Linked DNA regions of Sus scrofa: region 1 is linked to region 2. A link is a contact called in public Hi-C data. All regions are on one chromosome and are shown on one strand. The core of a region is the stretch at or near the end of the contact, and the rest is flanking DNA. Distances in the headings are between cores, read along the strand shown. Region 1 overlaps ST3GAL4 (ST3 beta-galactoside alpha-2,3-sialyltransferase 4). Region 2 holds the start of FOXRED1 (FAD dependent oxidoreductase domain containing 1).

Evidence for each region. Hi-C and Micro-C count contacts between places; a contact is called where the count stands out from the background.
Region 1: a Hi-C map of liver shows a contact between it and region 2, with 4 times the contacts expected there. The contact joins the enhancer-like site here to the promoter of FOXRED1 in region 2. A contact is called at or near these places in 1 of 5 promoter capture datasets (liver), 3 of 47 Hi-C or Micro-C datasets (heart right ventricle, liver and skeletal muscle) and 1 of 2 datasets of contacts at active chromatin or transcription factors (alveolar macrophages).

The regions. Positions count from the first base shown.
Region 1 is chr9:53,483,718-53,489,462 of Sscrofa11.1, forward strand. It overlaps ST3GAL4 (ST3 beta-galactoside alpha-2,3-sialyltransferase 4), which reads left to right. Exons shown (of 10, transcript NM_213757.1): 10 at 1-547. Among named protein-coding and RNA genes, the nearest start is that of ST3GAL4, 11 kb to the left of the region's middle. Within about 2 kb of position 2,899, at least 69 of the 83 cell types and tissues checked have an H3K27ac peak or open chromatin away from gene starts, as enhancers often do. A contact at or near this core is called in alveolar macrophages, liver and skeletal muscle, where this site is marked.
Region 2 is chr9:53,362,090-53,368,095 of Sscrofa11.1, forward strand. It overlaps FOXRED1 (FAD dependent oxidoreductase domain containing 1), which reads left to right and starts at 3,206. Exons shown (of 12, transcript NM_001244921.1): 1 at 3,206-3,312; 2 at 5,263-5,483. The coding sequence starts at 3,228. SRPRA (signal recognition particle receptor subunit alpha) reads right to left here and starts at 2,996. Exons shown (of 14, transcript XM_003130057.5): 1 at 2,720-2,996; 2 at 2,027-2,110; 3 at 1,571-1,734; 4 at 914-1,074; 5 at 499-658; 6 at 209-362. The coding sequence starts at 2,836.

The sequences.
Region 1 (5,745 bases), core at 1,649-4,148, 120 kb after region 2:
CTGCTCACCCTGCTGAGCAGCCCCCATCCATGGCTGTGGGGGTGCCTGGGGCCGGCATGACCCACTTGGACTCACCCTTCCCTGTGTGGGGAGGAGGCCAGGTCGGCGATGAGGCCGTGGCCCTGGCTGCTCTGGTGGAGGCCAGAGTCAGTCAGGGTGGAGGCCCTGGGGCTGCAGGAGCCCGGCCAAGGCACAGGGCTAGTTGCCGTGGCCCCCTCTCTCTGCCAGCACCAGGAGATTATTTAATGGGGCTATTTAATTAAGGGGTAGGAAAGTGCTGTGGGCTGGTCCCATGGCATTCAGAAAAGGGGGCATATTACAGTGTTCTGCCCACTTTTTATAAAAACAGAAGTGATGGACCCATCACGGGGCCTAGACCCAGAGCAGGCATCCCCAGGAGGAGGGGTGTCTGGAGTGGGTGGTCACCTCCTGAGAGGGGCTGCTCTGTCCCAGCAGGCATGGGAAGAGCACTGGCACAGGGATTCCATGGAGGAGGGGACCTAAAAGATATTACGTTTATCATTAAACTATTTTTCCTAAAACAGAAGCAGCTATAATGATACCCTGTGTCCTTTCAGATTGAAGAAGACATGGACGGAAAGTGAGACTCAGCCGTGGGCCCCTCGCTGGGCAGTGGACAGGCTTGTTAAATACTCAGGGGGACCCAGAGCGGGCCGGGGTTATTCAGAAAATAATTACTAACAGAGTAGAGTGCTAGGTTGGTGTCAGGTCATGCACTGTCACCTTAGTGGAGCTGGCAAGCAAGCGGTCCCGTCTGTGGAACACCTAGCCTGACATCTGCATCCTGGTTTACTTCTCAGAGGAAGAGAGGGGCAGAAGGGGGCCAGGTGGGAGTTCCAGAACCCTCTTCCACCTCCCTTCCTCTCCCTCGCCAGCCTTGTTTCCAAAATCTCATGCTTGGAGGTGTGTGTTTGAGGACATGGGTGTAGACAGGCAAAGCCAAATTTCCCTTCTCAGATTAAATGGGAGTCATAAAATGGAGTTAACAGAAAGTCCTGCCAGTGGCCCAGGCAGCCAGATTTGGGATGGGCAGGGCACGGGCAGCATCTGAGGGACTGGCAAGACTTCCTCCCCCTGCCCCCCTCCCCCAGGTCTCTAAAAGTGTGATAACCCCATTGTTTGCCGGGTCTCCACCCCACTTTGTTCCCCCTCTTCCCAGGCCCTGCTTAGCCGCCAACTGGGCTTCCCGCCACTCTCACAGCTGTTCCTTTACATCTGGAGCCAGGAAGGAGAGCTGGACTTCCCCCAGAGGGAAAGGACTCACAGCTGTGTTCTTGGCTTTCTCAGAAAGAGTTGAGCTTTGAGGTTTTGAATAGTTAGGCTGGGACAGGACGGATAAGGCGGGGCAGAGGTTTGGGAGGAACAGAGGAAGAGGGCACCCTTCTCAACAAGGTGTCGGAGTGGCCTTGACAACACCCATCCTCACTCCATAGAATGGTCCTGAGGCTCATCGCGGCAAACTGCCTGCACTGTCAGAAGTCTGGCAGAACCACTTGGCTAGCTGCTCTTTCCGGGGGGGAAGGCCTGGGTGGGGGTAGGTGGATTCTGAAAACAAATAGGGCTGCAGCCCCAAGACTCTTCCATCCACACACGCAAGCTTCGTGTCCCAGGCTTTGTCCTGGTGACCGGGCTGACTCTGATGGGTATGTTGAGTGTGTCGGGGGATCTCAGCTCTGCTGATTCTTGGTGCTTCTCCAGCTGCTTCTCGTGAGGATATGCAAGGGAGTGTCCATTTCCCCCATCCAGGCCATTGAAAGTGGCTGTCAGCACATATGATCCAGCTGTCCTGGACTGGGGCCACTGCCTGTTACTGGATGTGCCTAAACTTGCGCCAGAATCCAAACATACCCACCCCCCATCCCCAAACTCCACACACACTTGTAGACCTGGGAGCATTTTACATTCATGCCACACTCAGGCAGCCCTTCACAATTACAGGAGTGTGTATTGGGAGGGGGTGTCTACCCCCAAACTGGCCATTGTTCCCTGGGGGTGGGTTCACCTTTCTCCGGGTACTCTGACCCCTAGGCAGATGGAAGGCAGTACGCTCAAGATCAGAGCAGGCAGTGGAACTTGGATGTGAGTTGCTGGATGGGGCTCTTTGGTGTTCTGAGAAAGGGACTTTCATTCTTCAGTTAGCCTGACCAATGCGAATGAACCGCCTGCCAGCCAGCCTTTCTGGTCCTGATTAAGCCATGCCCCAGAAAGGAGGCAGAGGAGGAAGCAGGGCACAGCAGGGAAGGCACTTAAGTTCAAATCCACAAACTGGGTCCTACTCCGGGCTCTGCCACTTAATTCTGTAGGGCCTTGGGCTGATCACTTCTCCATGTCTCGGCTCCAACTCCTACATTCCTTGAAACAAGAGGGCGGGTCCGGCCAATGAGGACCACCTACCCCGGAATTATCTGGGCGTGATTTGAGAATGGAGAATCTTGGGTTTTACCCAAGCCGCTGGGGATGAGGCCCAGGAATCTGGCATTTTAACAAGCTCCCGCAACCACTGCTCTAGTCGTCTAGACTACAGGATGATCTCACGGGCCTCCACTAACTCAACCGTCTGCGTGCAAAGCCCATCCTAATCCCTGATGCCCTTGAGCCGCGTTAATTAGGCGCACGCGCAGTTTTCTCCCGCGGGCGGAGGTGGCGGGGGGGAGGGGGCAGCAGAGGCTGGGGCGCGCATGCGTCCTCCGTGCGGCGCGGATCTGGCCGCGGAGGAGCTGAGCTTTTCCCGCAGTCAGCCGGAAGGCCTCTCGAGGTGCTGAGAGGTTGGCGCCTCCTTGGCAACTGGTTCCCGTCCTGGCAACAGCCATAGAGTTCGCGCCAGTCTCCCCGGTTTGCTGCGTGCCTGTTTTCTCAGCCGATGTCTCCCTGGGCTCTTCAGAACTCAGGCTGGGTTGGTTCACGTGACCTACGTTGACTTCCCTGCAGGGGCGGGAGTGAAACTGCCTAGGGCTGCGATGGAGCAAAGGAGATCTGCTGCATCCAGTCTAGGCTCTGAAGTCCCATCTCTCCTTTGCAGAGACCCAGAGAAGGGAAGGGGCTCCCAGCTCGACCGCCTAGCTGGGTAAGACAGTGTTTAGGTCGTTATCTAGACCAGCAAGACATTGAAATGATCTATATTCATTCAAAGTGGTGTGCCTTAATTTGGAACACTTCCGGTGTTTGTTTACACTTTTTCGAGGACGTGAGTACAGCCAATTGCCTTCCCCCCTGAGACTGGCCAGCCTACGAAAAGCTTGTGCTTGGAAGCAGTCAGTGAGGCAGTAAGGTTTAAGCTCTTGCACAAGCGTCCTCTGTCATATGATCTGTAAAACAGTGATTACGTTGGTCTGTCTCACAATGAGGTTTTAAGGATCTAGTGGGAATATGTCTGGAGAAAGTGTGTAGCCTGTAAAGTATGATCTAAATATTGGATTGGAAAGATGCCTGGCATGATGGAAAATACTGAAAGCGTATGGAACAGGTGAGGCACATCTGGAGAGCCAGACTTATGCCCAGGTACAGCTAGTTACAGAAAAGTCTTGGTCTTCAAGTCACTCACAAGCTAAGTAGGGTAAGACATTGGTGAGGGGGCTCAAATGCAGGCTTTGCAGAATCCAGTAATGAACTGAGTTCAAAGGGTTCTCTGGCAGTGGTTTTCAAGTTGAGGTTAGATGTCCTTAGGGGTTTTTGGACAATGAGGTTTCTTGGTGGCATTATCCATTTCCTTGCCATGCAACATACCAGGGTAGGTTCCTAACTAAGATACACCCTCAGAATTGGTAATCTCTCTCCTAACCCATATGACCATTTTGATATCTTTTTTTTTCTTTTTTTTTTTTTTTTGCATTTTAGGTCCACACCCACAGCATATGGAGGTTCCCAGGCTTTGAATCAGGGCTACAGCTGCCGGCCTATACCACAGCCACAGCAGTGCCAAATACAAGCCACATCTTCGACCTATACCACAGCTCAGGGCAATGCCGGGTTCTTAACCCACTGAGCAGAGCCAGGGATCGAACCTGAAACCTCATGGTTCCTAGTCAAACTCATTTCCGCTGCACCACGATGAGAACTCCCCATTTTGATATCTCAATTAGAGCTTCAGAAAACTGTTTGTCAACAAGGACTCACTATAGAGCACAGGGAACTATCCGTTTTGTAATAACCTATAAGGGAAGAGAATCTGAAAAAGAATATGTATAACTGAATCACATTGCACTATACACACAGCATGGTAAGTTAACTATACTTCAACTAGAAAAACCCAAACAAACCTATTTATCAGTTTTGAGCATTTCCATGGTTTTACATCAGACTTGTTTCCAGGAAATCTTTCCAACTTCAAATTTGTTTAAGGAGGATCTGTGTATGTATACATCAGTAGTTATTAACCCATTTTCCTGTCCAGTTCTTTCTCAACAAGCTTATCTCTCTCATTAAAGTTCATGGGAATCCTGCACCTGAGAAATGAGGCGGGGAGATGAACCTTGGGTCTGGTTAGATGTCAGACTTGGGGAAGCCCCTGTGTATTGGAGGGTTTCACCTCTTCAAGTACAGGGATTGCAGGGAGCTGCGAACAGGTTGGGGAGACCATGGTCTCCTCTAGGAGGGTTAACACAGAGGATTGGCCAACGTTTTCAGGGGCAACTAAATTTAGGGAGCCAGATTTCAGGTTCCCAAGGAAGACTGACAATGTAAAGGACTGCACCCCTCAAGGAAGGCACTGCTTCCTCTCAATCTTGCAAGGCTGGGAGGGAAATTGCCCCAGGGGATCGAAGTTGAACTGAGCTGTTCCAGAACCGCCTAAACACTATTTAGTTTTTGAAAACACTATTTACAAACGTCACCAACTTTAACACTTAAGGAGTGTCTTCACTTGCTTAAAAATGCATTTCTCTCCTGAAGAAAAATATCACAAGAGGACAAGTTACAGTCTGGTAGGGAGACTCTCTCCAGTTTTGGCCTTTTTCGCTGTAGATCTGTGTTCCCCTTGTAACCCTGCATGGCAAGAGAGCTAGAGAAGCTTTTTTTTTTTTTTTTTTTTTTTTGTCTTTTATCTTTTTAGGGCCACACCCACGGCCTGTGGAGGTTCCCTGGCTAGGGGTCTAATTGGAGCTGTGGCGACCAGCCTATGCCACAGCCACAGCAACAGTAACACCAGATCCAAGCTGCATCTACAACCTACCTCACAGCTCATGGCAACGCCAGATCCTTAACCCACTGAGCGAGGCCAGGGATTGAACCCACAACCTCATGGTTCCTAGTCGGATTTGTTTCCACTGTGCCACAGTGGGAACTCCTAGAGAAGCTTTTAAACAAAAGTCAGATTGGAAATTGTTTTCTGAAACTCTGCTGTAGAAGTCCTGAATCTTTATTGGTATCACTTTATCTCTAATGCCTTCTTCATTCAAGTATTTCTCCCAGGAGCAACACCTACTAGTGTCATGAATTTGTTTTTCAGTCCTTGGGAAGCCAGGCCCTAGCCTTTCAATTTCTTCATAAAGGTGGTGTAAAGATGGTATCTTTCTCTTTTTTTTTGGCTGTGCCCCGTGGCGTAGGGAAGTTTTGGAGCCAGGGATCGAACCTGAACCACAGCCGTAACCAGAGCCACAGCAATGACAATGCTGTATCCTTAAGCTGCTGAGCCCTGAGGGAACTCCATTAAGGTGCTATCTTGAACTTAGTCCGCTTGAACTTGTCTTTGCCTAACCGAGGGTGACCCACAGGGGAACATATCTCTAT
Region 2 (6,006 bases), core at 1,956-4,455:
CTGAAGGGTATGGGGAAAGAAGTAGGTGGGATCAGGAACACTAAGGGCTGGGGGTGGGGGGGGCAGGCAGGATTTGCCCTGTCTACACTGTCCCACCTCTTTGACTTGGAAAGCTCCACATGGAACTCACTCCCTCGCTCCAACAAACCACTTCCTCCCCCATTTCTTCTTAAGGGGACCCTTCACTCTGGATTCTGCTGCCTCCTACCAAGTTGATGTCCTCAGGCGGGGCCGCCTCGGGGGCTCCATTGGTGGTGGGAGTACTGTAGTCCAAGACTTCCTTGTTAGCAGAGCCACCCAGTGCCCACACACGGGGTGCTTTTTTGCCTTTCTCCTTGGGAGCATCTGACTTTGTGGACTTGCTGCAAAGAATTATAGCACAAAGGGTTATGGTGGAGAAGCAGGAGAGAAAACCTCCACCCAAGAAAGAGCCAGAGACTCCCCTGGCCCCCAATGTATTGAGGTAACAGTACTTAGGGCAAAAGCTAGAATGCTCACCCCGACTTCTCCACACCCCTCCCATGCTTCTGAATGAACTCTTCTCGCTTCCTACGGATCAGTTCCTCTTTGGAAAGTTCCACCCCATTCTCAGGCCCCACTGGGACACCTGACTTTTCTGTGGGGACTGCTTTGCTGGTAGCCAAAGGGCCATCAGAACCTGTCAAGGAGACAACTGACTGAGGAAAAAAAAAAGTACCAAATTCCAACAAAATAGACAGATGGGAAACAGCTTTCCAAATCATGTAAAAGCAAACATCCTGGAGATCACAAAGATTGGAGACCACGGTGAGGGTGGCGGGCCCCTGATCGAGGGAGGCAAGCAAGACCAAAGAAAGGAAGAGGGAACCACTCCAGCACCGTCTGAACAACTTCCATGCCCGGGATACCCAAGGCTGTGACGTTTCAAACTCACCCTCTTTCTTGGCCCCCTTTTTTTTGCTGTTCTTTGCTTTTTCCTTGGGCTTTTCACCCCGTGTCTCAATCATGGACCTCACAGGTTTTTTGGACTTTTCAGAATCTTCAAATTTCTTCATGGTAGTAGGAGCACGGATCTTACTGCTCTCCTCTGCTTCGCTAAAGAGAAAAGAGAATGGTCTCAATCCAGGGGAACGGGCCACACGCCAAGAGGACAATCAGAACTGGGCAACACACTTATGAGTTTTTGGGCTTTTTTTCTGGCTGAGGAGTGCAGCAGCTTGACATGGGATTGAACTCAGGCCGAAGTGGTAAAAGTGCTGAATCCTAACCACTAGACCACCAAGGATCTCACAGAAGTGTCTTTTTTCCCCTCCTTAATGAGAGTTGCAATGTTTATTTCAGGTTCTCTCTTTTTTCCTTCTCCCCCTTTTTTGCCACACCCAAGGCAATGTGGAAGTTCCTGGGGCTAGGGATTGAACCTGTGCCACAGCAGCGACCCAACCCACAGCAGTGAAAACGCAGGAGCTTTAACCCACTAGGCCACCAGAGAAATCCCCTAGGAGTGTCTTTCAAGCCACAATTTATGACCCTTGGGAAGGAAAGGAGCTCATCAAGCCATAGAAATCGATTTTAGAGAGGGGAGGCCTCTCACCGAAGGAGCCGCAGAAAGTCATTTTGGAAATCAAAAGTGCCATTCAATAGACTTAAAGCACTTTGCTGTTGAATCTCAGTGCGGTACTTGTCCCGAAACAGCCGGTGCACATCATCTATCAACTTGTCTACATAGGTCAGTGTTAGGATCTTCTGAAAACCAACCTGTTTAGGGAAAGAAACAGAGCCAACAGATCTGCTTACATGCCAGCCAGAAGAGGGAAGCCAACTCAACCCAGGCCTCCAGAGACTGGCTCAGCCACCTGGCAGATTTCCCTGACCTGAGGAGCAGCCAAGCTCTCTGATGGGGCCCAAGAGCTTCTTCCCTTTCCCCCTCCACCCTCCCTGTCTTCTCACTTACTTCATCATATACACTGGGTGCAATTAATCAAGGTTTTCTTAATATCAGAACTACACTGCGAATGTAACATTGCCCCTCTAAAATACCCCCACTTACCACAAACACCAGCTCAAACTGGTTGTCCAGTTTATACTTGAGTGTGAGTGCCTCATGGGTGAAGGAGTTGTTACCTCCCCTTTCCTGGAAAAAAAGAGTTATGTCTCAAAGCTCAGACTATCCCCACCAAACCCAGACTTGGGCCCCTCTAGGATTACCTTTAGGAAAGAGCTAGACATTCCCCCAAAGTCAAACCTGTCCCCAGGGCAACAAGATGCGGGGGCACTTCTCTCCACCATTTCACTAGGGAGAAAAGGAGACACCAAGCTGGAGGGCAGAGGGAAAGAGGTGGGACGTGGAAGGACACGTGCGGGCTGAAAGGGAAATAGTCCCCATATAAACAATCGCAGCTGTATAGTATTAGTTCCTAAAAGACCGTTTTCTATTCAGTATCCCACTCAGCCATCGAAACAAGAGAAAATCAAGCTGCTCGGGGCAAACGGAGGAAACGATGGCAAGTCTCAACAGACTACGGAATCCAGCCAGAGTCCCAGGAAGCGGAGGGGGAGGGGACGTCGCAAAGTTGCGGGATGGTGTGATAGGAAGGGAGAAAAAAGTGGAGTCCCGGTTACGAGTGAGTGGCCAGTCTGAGGTGGGCCGAGGGAGTGGGAGGAAGGCACGGGATCAGTCGAGGGGGACTATGGACCGGGTCAGAGAGACGAGCCCAGAGTTCTGATCCTGCGGGGGCGGTACCTGCAGCAGCACGGAACGAATCAACGCGTTAACCGGCCCGGTGCATGAGTCGCTCACGCCCTGGAAGCACCAGAGCACGAGCCCGCCTTTGGAGAAAATGGTAAAGAAGTCGAGCATGGCGGCAGCGGGAAAGGAGCCGGGGCCGCCGCCGGGAACTCAGGCCGCGATCACCGCCGCTTCCTGCTGCGCCAAGCTCAGGACACGTCACACCAGCGGCCCCGGAAACCGGCTCATCCGCACTTCCGCTCAGCGGCCCCGGGATTCCTCCCCCACTCCTCCAGCTGGCGCGCGGGATCTACGTAGACGCCAGGCTTGCCAATGGCGGGTAGGGGCGGGCCTAGGCGGGGCTCTCGGGGACGCACGGAAGGGGTCGACAGCCTATCAGGCGGAGGGGCGGGGAGCCGCTGGCCAATGGGCACGCTCGGATGAATGGCCCGTGGCGCAGAGCAGTGACGGCTGGCTTACCAGTGTAGGGTACCCTCCCACAGCGGCCGGACGCTGGAGGGCCATGCTTCGGAGGGCGCTGTGGCTCGGCTTGCGCCGGGGCCTCTTGGGCCGGGAGCTAGGCACACGCAGAGGAGGCTCTACTCTGGGTAAAGTTGAGGGCAGCGGAGGGTATCATGGTTCTGGGATGCCCCCAATGTCCAGCCATGTGACCTTCAGGACTTGGGATCCCTGGCCACGCTCAGAAGACAGTGGGTCGCTGGAAGAAGGGATATCTTACCTGCCAGAGCTTGTACAGTCTGGACAGGTGTATGGATCCAGAGGTTGCCCTTCTCAGGTGACAAATCCCAGTTCGTTCTATGCCTGAGCTTACCGCCAGAATAACAGCCAGGGTGATTCATTGGTTTGATAGAAGTGCATTAAGTCCTGCTCGCATGCAGGATGCTGTTCTTAGTGTTGTAGTCATGAAAGAGGAAAGAAGAGAAGGAGGATTCGATATATGTTCTGGAGGTGCCTGAAGTGTAGCTGGAAAGGAAAGGCTTCAATAGACCAGTTCAAGGCTGGAAAGTTCAAGAGGAAAGAAGAGAAGGAGGATTCGATATATGTTCTGGAGGTGCCTGAAGTGTAGCTGGAAAGGAAAGGCTTCAATAGACCAGTTCAAGGCTTCAATAGACCAGTTCAACCCAGCTTAAGAGTTATGCCCTGCACTGCCAGGGGAGTAGCTAGTATACATGGAACAGATGCGAACCGAGGTCAGCCTTGAAAGATGATGTTTACTGATTCAAGGAAGGTATGATGTCCAGGTGCTGGAGAACTGAACAAAGGTTAGGAGAAAAATACTGTTCTTACGCAAGGAATTAGCAAAGGCCATCCAGATAGAGTTTGAGTAGTAGTATGAAATATAGTCTGGAGAGGTAAAATAAATCCAGATCAAAGAAAGAGTCACATGCTGCTGAGAAGAGTTTGAACTTGAACTGGAGACAAGACTCAGAGATTTGTGAGTTAGGTGTGAAAGTCAAAAGGATTCATGTATTCAAAACATTTATTAAGCACTTAGGAGGTACCAGGTACTGTGCTGGGCTGGCTATTTCGGTGAAGAAGGTAGAATACAGTATGAAGCAATCCCAGAGAAATGCAAGGTTGCAGGTGTGTTGCATGCTGCAAAAGAGCCATTCACGGAGCTATGAGATAGTGTGACAGGAGAACTTGGCATAGTCAAGGGGGCATCTCTGAGAAAATAATAACTGGGCTGAGATCTAAAGGAAGCAAGGGATTAACTGGGCAAAGAAGTGGGCACAGAGTTTCAAAGCAGAGAGGTCACCTGTGTGGACCCCTGTGATAAGAATGAGGAGCTGGGGCTGGAGTGTGCAGAGAAGACTAGGAGAATAGGAGCCAGATTGTACAGTGTCTTCAAGGGCCACGTGGAAAGTTTTGGACTTTAATCCTTAGAGTAACGGAAAACCACTGGAGGGTTTAAGCAAGAGGGCATGTGATTAAAATAGTGTTTAGAAAAAGATCATTCTAGCTATGCAAGAGGGAAATGAGTGGAAACAGCTGAGAGAAACAGTATCATGGTTTGTTCTAGGGCGGTGGTGGTACAGATGAAGAAAAAGGGAGAGGTTGGGGAGGTATTTAGGAGGCAAAGTCATCAGGACTTGATGACAGGACAGGAATGTAGGTGTGCTGGTGGTGACAGAATAAGCTGCTGTTCAGAGGGTCCATGCTCCAGAGGACACTGGACATCTTGGTGCCTGGACATCTTGGTGCCTGGGCTCAGGCAAGAGAAAGGTCTGCACAGAAGAGAGATATGTGTGAGTCGCCTAGCCTAGGGAGAGAGTAGAGAGGGTTAATTTTAGGAAAGGTGAATCTCGCTGGGCTGGGCATCATGCCCACAAAGGAAGAGAGACTCTGGCATGGAGACCATGAAGCAAAGCTAGGAATGCTGCTGGGTGCGGGCTAACCTTGTGAGAAGGGGTGACAATGAGAATTGAAAGCTCAGTGTCAGTTTAGCCCACCTTTTCCTCTGCCCATTCTCTAACTGCCCCCACCTCCTGGAAAGGAGACCTTCGGCCCTCTTTGACCATAACTGCATCCCACAGACTGGGATGGAAAAGTGTCCAATATTAAGAAGAAGATCCAGTCCATCCTTCCTGGAGGGGCCTGGAAGCCACTGTACGACACCAGCCACCTGCCCCCTGAACAAGCAGATGTGGTGATTGTGGGGGGTGGGGTGCTTGGCCTGTCCGTGGCCTATTGGCTGAAGAGGTTGGAAAAGCGGCGAGGTGCCATTCGGGTGCTGGTGGTGGAGCGGGACCACACGGTGAGGTCCGGGGTTGGGCAGAGTCATGAGACGGGCACCAGGGACTCAAGGGACGGGGGAAGGGGAGGAGAGGAAAGACCTCTGTCCTTGACGGTCCAAAGGGCAGGGACTGGGCTTTGGTCCTTGTTGAGAAATAGTCCCAGGTTCCTCCTACCTGGACAACACAGATTTTGCTTTGGGAAGCAAATTTGGTAGTGTTGGCTCTTTTGCAATCTCACAGGTCTGGCCTGCAGTCAAGCTGCAATTAACACAGTTATCGCAACCCCTTTTCAGGTTGTGTGACTTCCAAGGTTTTTGCGCTTTGATCGTTCCTGTCTACCCCTGCCAGTTAGTCATGAATCTTGCTCCTTTGACCATATGCCTCTATTTTCCACAATCAGTAAAGCAAATGTCCATCTGCTGCCTTGGACATCCAGCCTGTCACCATTTTGCCTGACTGTGCCCAGCCCTTTTTAGATGACTGAGCCTCTCTGCCAAGCACATCTGTTAATAAGGATTTTAATAACTGTTGCCCTTGTGGGGC